Linked DNA regions of Anser cygnoides: region 1 is linked to region 2. Evidence: chromatin contacts called from public Hi-C data. All regions are on one chromosome and are shown on one strand. The core of a region is the stretch at or near the end of the contact, and the rest is flanking DNA. Distances in the headings are between cores, read along the strand shown. Region 1 overlaps MAP4K4 (mitogen-activated protein kinase kinase kinase kinase 4). Region 2 overlaps MAP4K4 (mitogen-activated protein kinase kinase kinase kinase 4).

Region 1 (5,932 bases), core at 1,017-3,516, 92 kb after region 2:
AGGGTCTGAGATGGATCTTCTCACTGAAGGGGACAGGAACTGGTTCATTAAGGTGCTGCTGCAAGTCCCCACTGTCCTCAAGTTAAAGATAAGCACTACCTGGACCATTGTTTCTTTCCTGTTAGATGAGACGGAGTATGAATATAGTGGAAGTGAGGAAGAAGAGGAGGAAGTGCCTGAACAAGAAGGAGAGCCAAGGTAATAACTGCTGTTTGGAGGACTCTGGGCAGTTCATGCCAAGTTAGTCTAAAGCCCATGACTATAAATCAGGAGCACACTAAATTTCTGTCTTCTATTAAGTGTGTGCACAAGCCACACAAACCACCCGGAGGGTTTGAATACCTCTTGTATGACTGCTAAAGGTTTTAAAGCTCCCTCTCATATGGCTTAGAGCCAGAGAGCTCTGAATGGAAGGAGATTTATGGTAAATGTGACTGGTCAGGGGCTCCGAAATGTCAGAGTTGGTCCTTATTTTGCTTGGCCTCATTTCACGCCTTCCACTGCGAGTGCGTATTTGATGTGCATCCAGTGTCTTCATTCTGAAAGAAATGAGATTAAAATTTAACGTCATGATATATTTTATTAATGTTCCCCTGCTTTGGAAAAGGTATTTAATGGCCCATCAGGCTTTATTGTATGGGAGGCTTCAACTTCCTTTTGTTGCAGTTCCATTGTCAATGTGCCTGGAGAATCAACCCTCCGACGTGATTTCCTGAGGCTGCAGCAGGAAAACAAGGAACGGTCCGAGGCCCTTCGGAGGCAGCAGCTGCTGCAGGAGCAGCAGCTCCGCGAGCAGGAGGAGTACAAGAGGCAGCTGCTGGCAGAGAGGCAGAAGCGTATCGAACAGCAAAAGGAGCAAAGGAGACGGCTGGAAGAGGTAGAGACGGCAGGCTGGTGCTCGGCGCCAAGAGCCCCTTTTCCACTTGTGTTTCCCATTCCCACGCCCATTTAGAAAGAGTTCCCTGTAGCTCCAGCACATCTCAGGAAGGAAAACAACACGTGCAAATCCACTGGCAAATGTAGAGCAAAACACTTAAATCCATGTTTGGCTACTTGAATATGAGCAGTCTCCCGAAGCACTGAATATCCAGCAGCTCCTATGGAGGCAACAGAAGCCAAAGCCTAGTTGTTTGAAGGTATCTGGGGGAAGGCTGGGCCTTGGTCTCTGTTCCAAAGAAGAGACAACATGTCTAGGCTTTAGGTAGCTGTAGAGAATGAGAGACATTAATTATTCCCCTATGGATTTTTTTTTTTAATTGGGCAGTGCCTTAAGATGATTTTGAGGGGGGACATGACATGCTTAGAATTTCACTTGAAAGCTTTCTCAAACATCTGTGTTTGGCACTCATTCATGGTAGGCAGAAACCTTTTTTTTCGTGTATTACTCCTCTCACACATAGTACCATGATGACTAAAAGCCACACAGAATTATAAATATGATTTAAAATCGGTGCTGAAATTATAATTGTATAAAAATTGTTAATAACTAAATCACACTTTTGTGGTATGGCAGGTGTGCAGTATACAGTCTGAAAAGTAAAGGAAAAATGCAGATATAGAATACTGTTCTGTCCTATTTTTTGCCTCCTAAGATCTTGTGCATGTTTATATCTACATAGTAGAATATTCACTATGAGCTTCAGAACTTTCAAAACGGTTCTTTAGCCAAAGCTGGGTATGAAAGCTGCAGTGAAACCAATCATCTGGCTCCTCAGGAAGTGCAGGGTCAGATTCCAGTCGTCCTTAAATGACCTCTTGTTTGAGTCGCTGTTTCTACTGTTCACTTAGCAATGGTGGAAAAACTACACCCAGTTTGGTTTTCCAAATCCTTGTAATGTTTAACGAGGAGGCAACCAGGACCAAATGTTGATTTGCATCCTGACTTTAAATTTCACGTGACGTGTTTACGTAACAAATAATAGAAGATTCCAAATGGCTTTTCAGGTCACGCTATGCTCCTTATCCCTCCTTTTCAATGTGCCAGTGAATTTAGTGCTGTTGTAAGAAGGGACTGGTAGCAAACACTCAGCCACACATAGAACCAGGAGGAGGAGGGACACGGGGGAGGCTTATAAACTCCATTTTCTCCTCTGTTTCTTCCCCACCCTTCTGAGATTGCCAAGATAAACATCATTGCTCATCCAGCTGTTTTTAGACTCTGGCTCCGTAGCGATGTTGCAGGGGGAGCAGATCATAAAAAGATGCTATGAAGAGAGAACAAGGAGCCAATGTGAAAATATTTTTTTTTAAATTAATAATGTCAAACAAAGGTGGGCAAAAGTTGAGATATCACTTATCCTCTAAACTTTAGCTTAGTCAACAAGGTCTTTTAAATGCCTCTTTAATCTCTAGGGTTCTGCAGGGGTACTTCTCCAGTGAGAAAGGGGATTACAATTAAATTGTCTAGGTCATTTAACTTTAGTAGTTTCCTTTTAAAATAAAGGAGACATTGCTGCTAATAATGGGAATTAAGCAATATCCCTCTTTGCTGCACAGGGTTGAAAGTTTTTTTGAGATGTTGCAGAAATCACAATTTAATGAGCAATTGAAAGAAAAGTCAGGTATCTGAAAGCTATGTTTAAAACAGTTCTGCTGCTTCTTAAAATACAAGGCAGAGCTAACAACTTTAGCAACCACAAGACAGCATGTAATGTAGGTTGATGTATTACTGAATAAGGTTACACAGCAAGCCATGTAGAGTTTGAAAGAGAGAAGCTATTATCTTTTATTGAGTCTATAACCTCTGCCTGGTTCACTTAGAAACATAAATATGAATGACAAGCTGTAAAGGTTTCCTTTTGCAGGTGGTGCTGGTGAATATTGTCCTTAAAATGAATTAAATGAAGGTTCACAGTAAGCTTTTAAAAAAAAAAAAACAACTCAATTTGTTGGATCTTCTGTTGGAAAAATGTGTGGTCCCCGGTGATTCCTAACAAAGCAACAGCCAAAACAAGCTCTTTAAGATGGGGGAAGGGTGGTAGACACGTATTTAGATAAACATCAGTGTTGTGACACAATTGAAGGCCAAAATATTGAAATGTTGTCACTCTGTCCTTAACTCACCCACTGTTTTGATGAGGCTAGTAAACAATGAGAAGCTTGGTAATGTGAGTTAAGATTAGCATCAGGCATTGAATCTCTGGGTTTACATCGGTTTGTTGATATTTTTACGAAGCATTGCTTTCTTTTAATTTTTGCCTGTATACAGTAATTGTGTATTTTGGTATACCTATTTGACGTTCTTTGGGAAGAATTTTATGTGTTAGATAATCTCCTTGGACAAGTTGCTTGTCCCCCCCCCTCATTCCTAAATTAAAATTGAGGACTTGTTCTTACAATGCTGGCCCAGAGCCTAGACAGTTTTGACTAAGACTGCAACAGGAACGGTGCTTAGGACATCTGCCAAATATAATTCTCAGCAGTGTAAGAGAAAAGATTACTTTTTAAAAGGCATAGAGGTGACTTTTACAAGTTGTTGCAGGGACCTTGTGATTTGTGTATGACTTAGGAGGTGGAAATTATACATGGTCAAAGTGCAGGAAATTACTTGAAACATTTTGTAACGGGGATTGCTCTTGCTCCTTCCCACCCTCCTTTAAAAATGAGCATAAGGATTCGTTGCATAACTATCAGCTCCATGACATACGAGTACTTAGATGGTTAAAACAAGAGATCTGAGCTGTGCTAGGCTGTTCCAACAGGTGTCTGTGTTTCTGTTCAGCAACACGGAGACACCATTGCTCGGTGTGATGCATGTGGAGACACATTTGAGTTTTACTTCGCAAAACTGAGTCTGGTTTGACAAATGCAGAATTAGCTGTGGTGGGATCCCATTCTTTGTGGACCTCTGCAGTTTTGGGTAAGCTGATTAAATGATGTCTCTGTCCCTGGTTATGAGAACCTAAGATGGATGTTTTTGAGGTGATAGGGTATAGCTCCATTGGCAAGCAGTACAGTCCAGTAGAAACAGATTTTGATTTACAGCACAGTAATTGTTGTGCTGAGGACCCAAAGACTTCGCTACGTGTGTTTGAAGACAGGAGGAGTCGCTTTGGATTAGCCGAGGTCTAGACTGCCTGCCTGCTTGCGGTTGGAGTGCATCTGCCTTTTTAATTTCATCCAAAAGGAGTGGTTGGCACTATGAAACCTCTTTAAAATATGAAACAAAACCTGGTAAGAGGAGATGATTGGATGATTCACTTCAAAAGAGCATTCCTGATTTGAACTAAGATGGTAATGTACGTGTACCCGCAGGTGATTTCTGTCGGGGTTTGTTTCTTTTACATAAGGGCAGATTATTCATATCTACTTCATTTAAATAGCCTGCAGTTTGGACTGGTTCTGAGTAAGAAGTTCTACTCCTGACTTATCTCTACTATTTTGTGGGCAAAATAAAAGTCTCGTTATCAGTCTTAATAATCCTCTTCCTAAGCTGATAGCAGCCTACCTAGTTCTTTGTGAAAGAAATCATAAATGCATGTATTTATCAGCCTTCAACTGAGTATAAGGAAGAGTAATAATATTCTATGAATATAAAAATAGGGTGGTCTATATTCATCTTAGGCAATTCACTGTATGAACCGGGTCCTGGATTTGTTGGTATATACCAACTGCATGTGTACTTGCATTGCCCCCTCCTGGTAAATCGTGCTCTACTGCATGGTCTTCCAGTTTGGAGGTGTAGGGTACCATTATGAGATCATCTTTAATGCACCCTGAAGCCAGATAAGGAGGCAGAGTATTTACACTATATTTTCTAATTTTTTTTTCCTTGTTGGTATAGTAATGTTTTGTGAAGTGCAGAAATTTGAGGCTTGCGTGGGTTTCTGTCAAAATTCTGTTTTGGCATCTCTGAAATTTCTTCAAAGAGTTCCTGCCCTCACCTTCTGGGTAACAGTTACCTCTTTGAAAATAAGCTTTTCATGTGACACGTATAAGTAAGTTGGTAATACCCTATCCAACTAAAGAAGATCTGTATGTGCATCCATAATTTCTGAGAATCCAGATCTCTATTTGCTGTCTGTTGGTTATGTACAGGAACAGTGCTTTACAGCAGGACTTTTTTTGTATTTTACACCAGGACTTTTTTTGTATTGTGCCATAAGAATTACAGCATCTGGACGTATTAAAGTCGGAAGTCCAGGCTCTATAAACAGAACTTAAACTGGTTTTTAACTCAGCCTAAAAAATTTTAGTGGTTTTCCCTGTCCCTCTCCCCTCCTTTGAGAAAGCCAAAGAAAGGCAGTGGCCAGGGCTTTTGATGTATCTTTGTGGAAGAGTTGCTAGAGGCAGTCAGGAAGGTGACCTTGTGCTGACAGAAACATTGTAGGAAGTCACCTAACGGGCTGCTCCTGAAGCCATCTTGGGTCAACGACAGCTTGCAACTAACAAGCTTTGCCATCGCTTTTGCAAAAGGTAGAATAGGACCTGAGAGATGCTTGTCACCCTAGGTTTCCTTTCCCTTGCTTGTTAGATGTAAATTCCACTTTGTTAACAACCAGTCATTCAATGCTCAGGTTTCAGGGCAGTGTCCAAAGGAAGTGGAACTGTTCTCCTGCAGCTCGGGCTGGGAATAAGCAGATCATGCAGGGTGTTTGCATGGGCTCATGCAGTGCCAGGTGCCTTGCCTTCCACTCCCTTGGCAAGGGGCTGAAGGGGTTTCTGATGGGAAGCTGGAAGCGATGCAGAGAAACCCAATCTCTCTGTGTACTTTGGCACTTGGACAATAGCACGCTTGTGATTTGGAGGTTTGACTTAACCACACACTGGTGGCAGAGAATCTTTCTTTTTTTATCATTTGCTGGATAATAAATATCTACTACAGGTGCTGAGCTAGCAGTCTTATTCAAGGTTTGTTTAAAGATCTCGTCTTTTAACGAGACGAGACTTTTTAACACTGATAAACGACTTTTAACAACTGGTATTTTTTCAT
Region 2 (6,288 bases), core at 1,268-3,767:
GATAATATTGCAGAGATTCCCCTGGTAGTGGCCAGCAACAAATTATGAAGATCACAGCTCTCCTACTCCGTTGTCTGCAACTTTGAGCGTATTCACATAGCCTTTTCTCAGGAAAAATGCAATTGCACATATTGCTCAAGCTGTTTTTTTAAGATTACCTCCTTCCCCCCAGCCCTTGCTCTGCAAGGAGGTGACAGTTGTGGGCGGATTGAGCCAAGTCTGTTTTTTAGGTATTAGGAGGTACTTAGAGGAGTTTCTGTGGAGAGCACCATCTGGACACAGAGATTCATTTGTTGAGGAGCTGCGCTGATCCCAGAGGAAAATGATTCGGGTGTGGTGTATGTATGTACGCTACTGTAGGCTGAAAAGGCATTCGTGGAAGGTGTAGGCTGTTAGGGGGCTACTGTGGGACTTTGTGGTTCTTGGAGAAATAACTGGCTGAAAAACAGTAGGAAGTCCAGGCAAGTGGGCACATCTGTTTCTTGAAGGGTCTGGTGCTGACCTCTTTAAGGCACGAGCTACACAAAGGGTTCTAATCATTGCTAATAATTCTAACCAATTTTCTCCTATATAACAAATTCAGCAGTAATATAGGTGCTTAGGTACTTGGGGTTCACGTCCCCCGCTGATCTGGATCCCGCTTGTGCAGCATTTGCTGCAAACGGGTTACGTTCTTGGGAAGAGTTTACATTTGAAATGAAAAAGCACGTTTCCAGCTCGACCCCTGTGTTTGGATTGCCAGAGCAAACTCGAAAGGGAGACGCTTGTGCCCTTGGACAGGGATCCTGTTTGTCCTGCTCCGCTGAATTTAACCCGCTGTGTTTGATGCTCTCGGTGAGGGGACTGGTTGAGGATCAGAGCGGGGGCACCGGGCGCTGGGGGGCATTGCACTGCCGGAGGTTCACGTGGAGGCAGCAGAAGGATTAAAGGGCGCGCCCTGAAAAGAGGCGCTTCATGTCACCGATAAGTGGTGCTGAGCAGGCCGGGGGAGAGGAGGTTAATGCCCCTCTTACCCAGGGTCTGTTTAAAGAAGCCAGTCATTTAGCTAAAATATACATCTACAGTTCATTTCTGTTTAAACTGAAATTACCGAGCAAAGAGATGCATCCTGGGAGCAGATTAAGCCATATGCTAGGAAAGAAGCACATTTCTCTCCAGCTCGGGTGACAGTGGCATGCTTAGGGGGTTTTCTGCATTAAATATTTGATAAATCTGTAGTAGAGTCGAATTCCGTTCGCTTTCAATTACTTTTGATTTTTCAAGCCTTCCAGGATCCTGACGTTTTTCTTCATCTTGCCTTTTTTTCTGCCCCCCGCCCCCATGGTGATCCTGTTTCGTCTGGGAAGGAGCCCTTGGGTGTAACGGGGCACGGCCACGTCCTGGTGATGGGCAGAGCAGTCCCCGCGGAGCCGGCGATAAGGCTCCATTTCTGACGCAGGGAGGTCTGGTGTCGCGGGGAGGTCCGCGCCTGAAATTTATTGCATCAGAAAGATTTGATTAGCTGTATTGTATTAGCACAGGTTTTATTGCTACTTCTTATATGTTATTAAAAATCCCTTATTAAAAGGGCGGGCGTGCGTATTTGCTTCTAAAGAACCGTGTCTTGCTCTGCTGTTGGCAGCAATTTGCCATGGTGGTGGCAGCAGCCAGTGCATCGAGGATGGTAGGAGGGGAGGAGTGAATGCAGGGGGGGCGTTTGCTCTCCCTTAAAATCCCTTTTTCTTTGATAGTTAATTCTTAAATTGCTAGTCAGAAAATATTTGGTTGTTGTTTCATTTTTTTTTTCTTCAGCTTAGAGTTTGATGCCCTTTTCAGCAGGGTTCTGGCTGCTCCTCTCCCACAGAGGCGTAGTTGGAGGGTGTTTGCATGTAGCTGCCGTGCCTGTTTGCTTTCTCCTCGGCTGCCGGCGGAGCAAAGGTCGCAGCTTTCACCTGCTCGGCGCTGAGCAGCCCGGTCGCGTTTCCAGCCTTTGCATCAGCTCATCTTCCCAGGGAGCTCTGCACTCAGGTGATTTCTGCTGAGCAGATGCACCCATGTTGTCCCCACTTCGTAATTTACGCCAGGCAACGTGGTGGTGTTCGCAATATGCCGAATGGAGAGGGAGGTCAAGGGGAAAAAACCAAACTGCATAAGCAGTTGGTTGTTGCTGTTTTAGACAGTCTGTTCTTGCTGCTGCTTTAGTGCTCATGTGCTTTGGTCCAGCAGACTCTGGACTGTGGAGGGTAAATAAAAATGTTTTGTAAGCATTGGTGTGCCGGGCCGAAAGTTTTGTTGCGAGGAATCAGCATGTCCCTGTGCGGAGCAGGGTTGCTAAAAATACTTTCACCCAGCTAGGGGTGCAGCCCGGGGGCTAGCTTGCAGTCTCTCCCCTGTTTTAACCAGATCTGCGGTTGTTTGTCTCCTGAGAGACCTTCCTGATACCCTGTTAAGACCCCCTCCGGAGATGTTTTCTGTCATTTTATTCCCCACAATGATATCTGAGCTTCGAATGCCCCGTCCTTCAGAATATCCGATACACGGGAAATTAATCTTTCCCCAGTCTGTTTTCCATAAGGTTATAGGTATTTAAGAAATGCTGGAGACAGCTGAAACAAAAGACCTTACCAGACAGAAAATGTAATACCAGCCACCTGACTGGCTCTGTCTTTCCTAGCTGTCTGCTAACAGCCCTCATTTCCCCGTGTCTTCGGGCCTGGGCGAAGTGTCTCCTCTCTGTTTGCCAACAGCTCAGCTGCGTATTCATCAACCGTAATAAAAATGTGTGCTCGAGATCAGGCAAGTGCCTCACGATCCTGGCCCAGTCTGAACGTCTCCGTGGTCTCTGCAGCTCTTCTGGTGGCCGTGGTGGCCGGAGCGGTGCTTACCCCGTGGGTATGGTCACAGTGGTACGGTCACACAGCTGGTAAGGCGATATCCGCGGCAGATTTTAATCTGGCCACAGGTGACCCTCGGGCTGACGGCATTTTGGGAAGCTTAAGCTCAGGTGGAAGAGCCTGGTGGTGCCACCTTCCTCCGTCACCTGCCGGTGCTTGTCAGCACCTTGGCGTTGCCCAATGCCGGTTTAACTCCTTGTCAATTCATCTCTGTTACCCAAGTCATCTGCTGACAAAACAAAGATCTGGGTCACTGCTCTTAAAATAGATGCAGCATTAAGCAAATTGCTCAAGCAAGCTCTCCTTTCCTCTGAGAAGGCAATGTCAACCCAACCTCACAGGGATACCCCTAACAAGCACATCCTCCTCCTGCGGAGGCCCTGTCAGCTCGGCTACGCTCGCCCGATAAGCTTTTAAAATGCAGTGTCCAGCGGTTTGCATAATGGTTGACTTTTTCTTTATTTTAATGCAGATGTATGCATCGACGTGACCTCCTTTTGCAGGTGGTCTTTGCAAATCTTGTATTTGTTTGTGGTCTGGTGCCCGGAGGTGCTGTGATTGGCACATTTAACTTCCGTCTGCAAGAGCTGTGATAAATTATGCCCGTACCAGCCGATTGTTGCCCTTGCTTTTAGGCAGAGTTCAGCAGTGCCAATTTTATCTTGATAAGAGTCATCCAGCAACCGCTTTGACCACACTGTGCCAAGCCCACGTATGGGTGTGCAACCAGTCAAGGGTGAATTACTCATGAAATCCGTTTTTAAGGTCGCTTAAGTTTTTAAGTCTCTGTGGACTCTCTGATCCCAGGTTTCTGGGGCTTCCTGCCCGACGTGCCCTTCTGTCAAAGCCCCGCGGGCTGCCTGGGCCTGGGCTGCAAAACGGCCGCGTCGTCTTCTGCTTGTCCTGTGGGGATCTTTTACTCTGAAGTGGGCTTCTGGGAATGCTGCTGGAAAATACAGGGTTTGAAAAAAGGGGAACGGGAAGCTAGGCTGCTGGGGGTTCTTGCTCATCAGGGTCCACCTCTGTCTGTGTGCGCTGCCTTCTGCTGTGGGCATGGACAGCACATGGCGTGATAAATCGGGAAGTCCAGGGAGAGCTTCCAGTTACGGGGCAAGCAGAGAGAAATGTGGTCTGGCAACCCAGGAACGGGGTCCCTGCTCGACCGCAGGCCAGCCTGGGCTGGTGGTAGCAGAAAAGTCCCTCTAATGATGGGGGAGACGGCAGTTTGCTACTAATTATATCATAGAAAATACGGTATGATTTGGAGGGAAGGGTGGTTAGGCAGGGTGAGCCCCCATAATTTCCCTTCCCTTTTTGATAACGTTACGTGCTGCCCGCTCCGTTTTCGCTCCGGGCAGTGTTGCAGGTAGTGCCTTGCTATCTTCTGGGACCATCAGCACAAATCGTGTGTGTCTCAACAGCCACGTATGGGTCAAGTGAAACGCTGGCGAGAATTGTGTGCAACGGGGCTGTGACTGGAGCTGAAGGCTTACCTTTGGGCTGCAGAAAATGGCTCTTCCTTTGAGGACTCCACAGCCACATGAGCACTCAGGAAGCGTATGGGGATGCTGGTGGTGCTTCTGTAGTGGATTAGCTAGAGCATTTGGCTAGCTGGAAACTGGGGTCTGAGCTCTTCCCCTGAGACGTGATCCCTTACCTCCTGCCCCCTGAGAGCTGCTCCATCATCTGCTGTGCTGTAGGAAAGTCGTGGTGGAACCGACCCTGCTCTCTTCCTGAGACTTTAATACTTTGCATGAATAGAGAGGGGAGACCAGGAAGCTGGCACCCATTTCAGCCCCTTCCTTGACTGCATTTGCAGGAAAAAAGTGCCTCAGCACTGACAGGGGAGGGCAGGCCTGGCTGAACGGAGAAATTCCTGCTGGTAGGTGCCAGTTTACCCCCAGCGAAGGACTGAAGGACAGAAGGAGCCAAATTCTTCTGTAAATACCATGCTCAATGAGAACACAAAGCTTGTTTGCCTCCTTTATCAGGCTTGCCAGTAGATTACAAGTCCAAACCGTCTCTTGTATATCAGCTAAGAACAAAATCATTTCCTTTCACAGGACAGAAGGAAAATCAAGGAACACTGTGGTAACTGTTAGTAATGTTTCTCTACTTCCCCATCCTCAGAAGCACATCCCCATGATGTTTCTGTTGCTTGCTTTACTTGGCTTATCGGGAATAGCTTCAGAGGTGTTTTTTGTTGGGCAAGAACTGGGTGTGCCGTATTATGTGTATATGGTGATGAAGTGTTGCTTTGTTTCCTTTTTCCTTCTAAACTGTTGTACCTCAGAGGAAGCGATAATGAGAAAACAGAAATGCCAGGCACTGACTTTAAACTGCCTGCTCCAAGGGAGCTTGCTGCTTTGAAAATGAACTCCTTTACCTTGACGTGCTGCCATTGGGGTTAATCCTGACCTGGAGCCTCGCGCTTGCCTTTTCATCTCACGTTCTGCCCAACTTCCAAATCACGGATCTAATCACCTTAAACAGAAATTAAAAATGCTAAACTGGGAGAAGGCTTTGTAACTGTTTTCCTAACGAGGCTATTGCTCGCTCTGGCTCAGCCTTTGTTGGTGATGTGCCGGGACCAGAAAATGCTGAGTTGTTGTTTGCCCGAAATCACTAAGTCAGGGATTGAGGACCAACAGTGGTTTCAGGTTATTGTCACTCCTTCTATTTCAGCTATTCTCAAGTTTTGCTGGGCTGAGCCCAGGACCACACCAGAGCGACCTTCAGTGGCTGCTGAACCTCAGTTAGGAGCCGAGCTCTGAGTTTTGGCTTTGTGCTTTAAAATTTGGTTCAGGAAGGTCGGTGGTTGGTAGAGGAGATGTTTGCACCAGGATGGCTGGTGTGTGGGCCCAAAGTCATTCACACAACAGTACTGAAGTACTATGGCAGGGTTTTTTAGCAGGACAATGCTTAGTTGTTGTATACATCAGTTCCACACGGTGTTTTCAGAAAATAGTTTTCTGTGTTAAACTTCCCTTTTACAAAATTACAGCAAATTGGGCCCCAAACTGCTTCTTTCTAAATCGGGGGGGTTAGATATTCATGCAGGCTAGAAAATAGCAAAAAAGAAATTCAGAGTTTGCTGGAATGGTCTTGTTCTGTGCTTTTAGCTATTCTTCTCCTCTTTGCTGGAAATACTGAGCAACATCTTACCAAGGGTTTGAATGGTGAAATCCTGTGAGGTGCTAATTTTGACTAAAAGTTTGCCTCTCCACAACAGGTAAGACAACAAAAGGAAGCCAAAAAGGGTAGGAAGGTGGATGTCATGCAAAGAGGTGGGATTACTGTGTGGAACTAAAGCCACGTGTGGAATATCCCTGTTCAGGCGTTTCATGCAACTCCTGACTAAGAGCTCTCACTGCTGCATTGCTGCTTGGACTCCTCTGTGTAGTTAACATGAATT

What was found. Hi-C and Micro-C count contacts between places; a contact is called where the count stands out from the background.
Region 1: a contact with region 2 is called in a Hi-C map of liver, with 4 times the contacts expected there. The contact joins two enhancer-like sites. A contact is called at or near these places in 2 of 7 Hi-C or Micro-C datasets (both in liver).

Annotation. Positions count from the first base shown.
Region 1 is chr1:143,359,410-143,365,341 of Taihu_goose_T2T_genome, forward strand. MAP4K4 (mitogen-activated protein kinase kinase kinase kinase 4) reads left to right here. Exons shown (of 30, transcript XM_066984391.1): 11 at 126-198; 12 at 667-877. Among named protein-coding and RNA genes, the nearest start is that of IL1R2, 71 kb to the right of the region's middle. Within about 2 kb of position 2,267, at least 1 of the 3 cell types and tissues checked has open chromatin away from gene starts, as enhancers often do. A contact at or near this core is called in liver, where this site is marked.
Region 2 is chr1:143,267,039-143,273,326 of Taihu_goose_T2T_genome, forward strand. All of the region lies in intron 2 of MAP4K4 (mitogen-activated protein kinase kinase kinase kinase 4), which reads left to right. Among named protein-coding and RNA genes, the nearest start is that of MAP4K4, 20 kb to the left of the region's middle. Within about 2 kb of position 2,518, at least 2 of the 3 cell types and tissues checked have open chromatin away from gene starts, as enhancers often do. A contact at or near this core is called in liver, where this site is marked.